Regions from separate parts of the Gossypium arboreum genome. Here region 1 is linked to region 2. A link is a contact called in public Hi-C data. All regions are on one chromosome and are shown on one strand. The core of a region is the stretch at or near the end of the contact, and the rest is flanking DNA. Distances in the headings are between cores, read along the strand shown. Region 1 holds the start of LOC108470269 (RING-H2 finger protein ATL13). Region 2 holds the start of LOC108469689 (E3 ubiquitin-protein ligase XBAT32).

What was found. Hi-C and Micro-C count contacts between places; a contact is called where the count stands out from the background.
Region 1: a Hi-C map of leaf shows a contact between it and region 2, with 4 times the contacts expected there. The contact joins the promoter of LOC108470269 here to the promoter of LOC108469689 in region 2. A contact is called at or near these places in 2 of 5 Hi-C or Micro-C datasets (both in leaf).

What each region holds. Positions count from the first base shown.
Region 1 is chr8:101,222,684-101,226,166 of ASM2569848v2, reverse strand. It overlaps LOC108470269 (RING-H2 finger protein ATL13), which reads right to left and starts at 2,033. Exons shown (of 1, transcript XM_017771566.2): 1 at 1-2,033. The coding sequence starts at 1,015.
Region 2 is chr8:101,006,149-101,009,546 of ASM2569848v2, reverse strand. It overlaps LOC108469689 (E3 ubiquitin-protein ligase XBAT32), which reads left to right and starts at 1,426. Exons shown (of 10, transcript XM_053031831.1): 1 at 1,426-2,543; 2 at 2,631-2,690; 3 at 2,870-2,941; 4 at 3,056-3,231; 5 at 3,319-3,398. The coding sequence starts at 2,349.

The DNA.
Region 1 (3,483 bases), core at 784-3,283, 220 kb before region 2:
CACAATCACATTCAGAAATTGCTGGGCGGTGACCAGGAGTCAATGGCAAACAAGTCTTCTTCTTGCTCGACGGTTTCTTCGCTGGAGTTCTTATCGGCACTTGCAATAAAGAATTCTCATCCATTACATAAGCGAAGGAACCCATAGAGAAACACCTTCTATCATCCACGTTATTGTTACTGCTACCTTCACCGCCATCAACGTTCCTAAACTTTCCCAGCCTAACAGGCACAACTTTTTCCCCAGACTGCACTACTGTTGGCTTGACTTCATCTTTTTCCAGGATTTCACATGATTTACGCTGGGATGACCCCAATTCAGTGTCTCCAGAAAGGCCTAGGTGGGAACTTGATCTCACAAGTGAACTGCTTCTGCCCACAACTCCTTCTCTATCGGTTACAATCTCTCTTGAGCTCTCACTCCCAGATTCAAGAACAAGAACAATGGGGGAGCAGCTATCATTTGGAGAGAAATCAGGGAGTAAGCTAGCTCTACAGAGAGGGCATGTGGAATGAGACAAAAGCCAAGTGTCAATACACTCCATGTGGAAGGCATGGCTGCATTTTGGTAGCAATCTAAGCTTGTCTTCAGGCTCGAATTCACACAAGCAAACAGCACAATCAAATGGGTTTTTTACTCCTATGATGGCTTTGTAGTGGAATACAGGGAGAGTATCTATAAAAGATTGGTCGACACCAGCATCATGGAGATGGAATAGTTGTTGCAACTGCCCTTGAAGAGCAGTCACATTGTCTATATCTTCAGGCTCTCTATTGGGAGGTCTCATAAGAAATCTAACTAAAAGGTGAAGCAAACCAGAAACAAAGAAAATGATAGCTAGGATTATAATGATGAGTAATATACTTGGACTAACCTTGTTGTTCAAATTGAAGCTATCAGACTGCAAATTTTGTGGTGGAGGAAGTAACGGTATTGGTGATTGAGGGAGGTAATATGGCTGCTCTGATGGAGAAAGCAAGCTCCTTTTCTCTATTTCATGGAAAATCCACTCCATTGTTGTTTCTGGAGATAGATGGACACAACTTACAAAGACTGAAACTTTAGACTTGAATCATATGCTACCATGGATCCACCTGGGAGTACCAAAAATATCATCCCCACCGTAGTATCATGGGAGTTTGTGGGATTTGGGTAACATTGGCTCCAATTTACTTCATTATAAGCTAGAAGTCAAAAGAAAGAGCCGCTTCGCTACGAGAGAGAGAGAGAGAGAGAGAGAGGGAGAAGACTTGAATATGATATTAAAGGAAAGGGTAGATATAAATTTGTGTCACTGCCAGAAGGTGAATTTCAAAAAAGAGGAACCAATAATAAATCTACCCAACACAACGCTGCAGAAAAATAAATGAGATGAGATCTCATTGCGTAAATTCTGCAGAGTCAATCACTTCCTTGCTGGATAATGAAAATAAAAAAATTCACATTGCATCTGCTTAAATACTCTTAATAAGGCGACTTTTTATTCACGATTTCATCAATTACAAGGCTCTTCTTCAGGGTTGACTTAAATGGGAACCCTTTGATGCATCAAACCCCATGCTATGCATGCCCCTTTAATTCCTTAAAAGCTTTTCCAAAAATAAAAAGCAAATACTAACCAGTGTCCCCAAAATATTTTAAAGAGAAATTATAATAATCATTTTAAAAAGCATTGGTTAGCAAAATATGTTTAAGAACAAAACAATAATTAATTTGCGTATTTCCGTTTGGCTTAGGATGGTGGGTTTAGAAATTGGATTATCTTGTAGCATTATTTTAGTAGAGCGGAGGATTGTTTCTATCTTTCTGGTCCCATTCTTTGACAGTGCCTTCTATTCCACCGCTTCGAATCGGATAGTTTGGTACCTGATTTATTTATTCATTTATTTATTAATTGGGAGGGGCCAAATGCTACCTGATTCACAGCACCCCTCTCCTCTCTTCTGGTAAAGACAAAAAGCAAAAGACAAGACAAGTGAAGTTTCCAAAGTCTTACCGAAGAGAGAGGCATTTGGAAACAGGGGAAGGGCAAGCATATTATACTGATTTACTGGGAAAAAAGAAAAACAAGGTCATGTTGTGGACTTCCAAATTTTCCCTAACCTTTTCTCATGGATTCTGGTACTTGCTTTTAGGTGCAGTCCAAAAAGTGAAACACCGACACCCATTTTGGGAGAAAGAAAGTCTCCACTTTTGTTGCCTTTCACTGTTATGCAATCATCTTCTGCATTTCGTAGTACTTGAAAAGGGAAAATGTAGAGGAAAAGGAATACAAATAAACTAGTTAATAAGTATAGTAATTAATTTAACAATATTTACACCTCAATGTTCCATCTACTTTCCTTATCCACGTTTTACTTCACCCACTAAACAACTGCTCTCTCAGGCCTCACCTCACAAGAGCTATATTGGGCAGGGGACTGTCCCAACTCCTAAAATATCCGAAATTTGAAAGGGTTCATATAATTATTTTTAGAAAAAACTGATTTTTTTTTTTGAAATTCAAACCCTATTATTTATATAATATCCTATTTTCAAACTATAATCACTTTCTAAATATAGAGCTTGAGGTATGAACGTAACAAAATGTTATTACATTGTAACTTAACTTTTTTTTTTTCAAGTTATTGTTTGAATTTGACAATCATTTTCTTATTGGAATATTAATTTTTTTTATCTAAGTTAATCTCTAAACTTGACAATGATTCTCACATTAAAACTTAAACTTTATTAAGATTCTTCGTAAATATTTTCAAAGAAAGTTGGACAAAATAAAAATTAGACTCTAACATCAAAACAATTTACTAGTTTAGAATTAGATAATGATGTATCAAAAAAAGTTTTGCCCCAAAAATTGGACTAACCCCAATTAGTGATTGATTATACTAACTCAAAGACAAAGCTAAAAATTTATTTTTGGGGTAAAGACTAAATTATATTTTTAAGGGAGTTAAACTATAATTTTATTATTTTATTAACATATTATTTAAGAATTTTCAATAGGATTAGACTGAAAATTTACCAATATTAACATATAATTTCAAAATTTTGAAGGGATTAAAAAAACAATTTTACCATTTTAGGAAGCCAACGCCTTTTGTCTTCGCCTTGTACCTGACTGAATATCAGACACTATAAAGTTTCCAGTTTTCAAATTTTTACAATTAATAATGCCGACACCGATCACTCAAGGCATCAAAATCTGTTCAATTTGGTTTCGATTAAAACAAGTACTTGGTGATGGAAGATGGAAGCAGCCAAAGAAATATGGTTGGTTGAAAAGTGAGCTCGCTCTCTTGGTCATAAAAACACGAATATTTGTCACTTTTTTGCTTGAAGCATATATAATAATATGCCATCAAACATGTTGAGCATCCCATCCTCGACTAAGCAGCTTCATGAATTTCAAAATCAGACAAAGAGTGACAGCAACATTGAGAAAGATGAAAAATAAGGAAACCATTAAACCCCCCAAGTTTCCAA
Region 2 (3,398 bases), core at 177-2,676:
AAATAAAAAACCCTTAAAACGTAAATCCAAAATTCTCTAAAACTGTTATGAGTTCTAATCTTTAATGTGTGTGTTTTCTAATGTTGTAAAAGAGTCTATTTATAGGCTAAATTCGTAGGTTAAATAAATTGCTAATAAATGCTAAATATATTATACTAATAAATACTAAATCTTCTAGAAAAATATATTTTTGTTTAATTTGACTTGGAAGCAATCTCTTAGTTTATTTAATAAGAATTTGGATAACACAACTCTAATAAAAATAAATAAGGTTAATTTTGTTTATAATATTTTTTAAATAAAAATTAGATTCTAAAGAAAATAAATTTTTATATATCAAACTTTAAAATTTAAAAGTTATCACTTTTATCGAATCATAATCTTAAGAAAAATTGGTACCCAAATGAAATTAGGCGCTTTCGGGTCGAGCTCAATTAAAAATTCATGCCCATTTACTAGGCCCGAGCCTGGCCCAACCCGAAAAATGGGCCTAAAATTTTACCTAAGCTCGACCAGATAAAAATGCTAAAACCCGAGCCCAGACCAGACCACTTTGTATTAAATTTTTATATTATTTTATATAATTTTAAATATATATAATACATCAAAAATACTAAAAATATCAAAATAAATATTTCTCAATAAATTGAAAATAAGTTTAAAAAATATGTAAACTTAAATAACACTAAGATACATGTAACTTAACAAACAAATACCTCTAAAATAATAATGTAATTAAAAATAAAATAAATTTTATACAATATCTAAACAATAACAACATAATAATAAAATGGTAGCAAAATAGAGAGAAAATAACAAGAAAATAACATTCAAAAACAAAAAAAAAGAGTAAATTTTTTTGTCCTTTAGTGAATAATGCCTTATCCGAGGCTCGATCTATTTTTTAAACGAACTTTATTTTTTTGTCCAAGCCTATAATTTTGTTATGGACGAGCCTTCGAGTCGGACAAAGTGGCTTGACCCATGATGAGATCTGCCCCGGTCCCATCCCATGTATGATGTTATACAACTGCGGCGTGCCATTGTCCGCAGGGTTGTGTAACTTACAATGAAACTTCGGCCGTACAATTCTTTCTATCCACATTGTTAGAAACCACTAATCTAAAATTTCTAAAATCCAAATGGAGTCCAATTGAAGGCACCGCCATTGCTTCAGGCCTCAAACGCATGAAGTATCTTCAACCACAAATCCAACTCAACTCTTACATGGTCCCCCATAACGTTAATAGTTGGATCAATTTCACTGCGAGTCATTCAGTCATATGTCTTTCGCTAGCTATTTTGTTTCGAAAGAGGTTTTATATAATTTTCATATCTTGAACACCCCCAAAAGTTAACAAAAACCAATGGATTTGGCAACTAGATGAGCTGACTTTTATTAGTACCTTGTTGTAAGTTATAATTGACAATGAAATAAACTTTCATTTCACCGAGAAATGAGAAAAACCCCTGAACTTACTAGCAACGTTGACTGCCAATTGGCCAATAATAGCCAATCATAGGGACACGCTTTTATTTATTTATTATTTTTAAGTGTTCTTACGGGTCAATTTAGTGGTTGAGGTTGCAGTAAAAGGTTGCTGTCTTCATAAAAACATTTCCCATTTTTATCTCCCGTTTAGATCTTTCTTTCTCTTATTTGTAGCAAATTTCAATTTCGGTTACAGTATATCCGCATCCCATTATTCCACATTTAAGTACAAACGTGTCTTCCATTTGGTCAAGTCATTTTCTAAAAGGCTTCAACTTTGATCAATTGTTAAAGAAGAGAGAGAGGGGGGGGGGGGGGATGCTATTTTGATCGGGGTCTTTTATATTCCGATTCTTTTAGGAGTATCTGGAATTGGGTTTTGCAGATTTTGAGTCATCCTGATAATTTTGAAGCTGGGTATTTGTTAGTGGGAATCTGACCGCAATGGAGACTCTAGAGATTGTAGATGTTTATTTGATGGGGATTTGACTTTGAAAGATAGGACTCTTTATTTCTTTTCAGAAGAATTTATAATTTTTTGTTTGTTTGGTTCCATCTTGAAAAGCACGAGACAATTTATTAATCCATAAAACAGTCACATCCTGATTTTTTTTTTCTTTTTTAAAGTAATTGCAGGCCAGGTTCTTCTTCTGATGTCAAAATTAAAAAGGTGGCAATCCATTTAAGGAAGTGAAACATTGACTGTTAGAACTTCTCTTAGATGTATTTTGGAAGGCTTCATTGTTATTGGTTTGGTTTATTTCACAAGTTTTGGGTGGTTTGAGGATTATGATTTAGGGGAGGTTTTGTGGTGCACCGTTTTTTAGGCATTTAGAACAGACAGAGAAGCTCATCAATGAGATTTCTAAGCTTTGTGGGGAACTCCTTTGGATGTTCTGCATCTGGGGAACGCCTAGTTTCCGCAGCAAGAGATGGAGATCTTCAAGAAGCCAAGGCTTTATTGGAATACAATCCAAGACTTGCAAGGTATTCAACTTTTGGAGCTCGCAATTCGCCTCTCCATTACTCTGCTGCTCAGGGTCACCATGAGGTATTCAATACCTTAAATTTCTGCCTGGAAACGTTTCTTCCAAATTAACCGTAACGCTGATTTTTTTTCTCTTCATTTTTATATCAGATAGTTTCGCTCTTGCTTGAGTCTGGAGTAGATATTAACCTCAGGAACTATCGGGGTCAGGTAATTCAATTTTGTATTGTCTGTTTTTTTTTTCTCTCATCCATTATTTGAGTCCATTTCTAAATTTGCCAACCAGTTATTATTCATGTGGCTTTCGGGTTTCTCCGACATAATTTAGTTTAGGTTTCCTGGGTTACTATTGTTTGTTTTGAGTTTTGCTAAATAACTGTGATCAACAGACTGCTCTGATGCAAGCTTGTCAATATGGCCACTGGGAGGTTGTTCAAATTTTGATTCTTTTTGGGGCCAATGTAAGATTGTTCCTTGAAAGTTTAGTTTCCTCTATTGCTATAGATCTGTATGGTTTTCAAACTTGATTGGAATTTGATTATGACAAGTGAAGTTTGTGCTGAAATGGTTCTTAGATTCACAGAGCAGATTATCTGAATGGGGGTACTGCACTCCACTTGGCTGCCTTGAATGGTCATTCCCGGTGCATAAGGCTCCTTCTTGCAGATTATATTCCTAGCATTCCTGATTGTTGGAATATATTAAAAAACAAATCAAAAGATAAAGAATCTACTTCGGATTTTGATGAGAGGTAAATTTATATTAATCCTCGTTATTGCTTCTTATGTCTACTTTCTGTTTTCATTCATTCATTCTCAGTTTCATCTTGACCTTCCAGTGCTCTTCGCGAGGTTATCAATAAACCTGCTGATGGCGGTGTCACTGCCCTTCATATGGCAGCCTTGAATGGGCATGTTG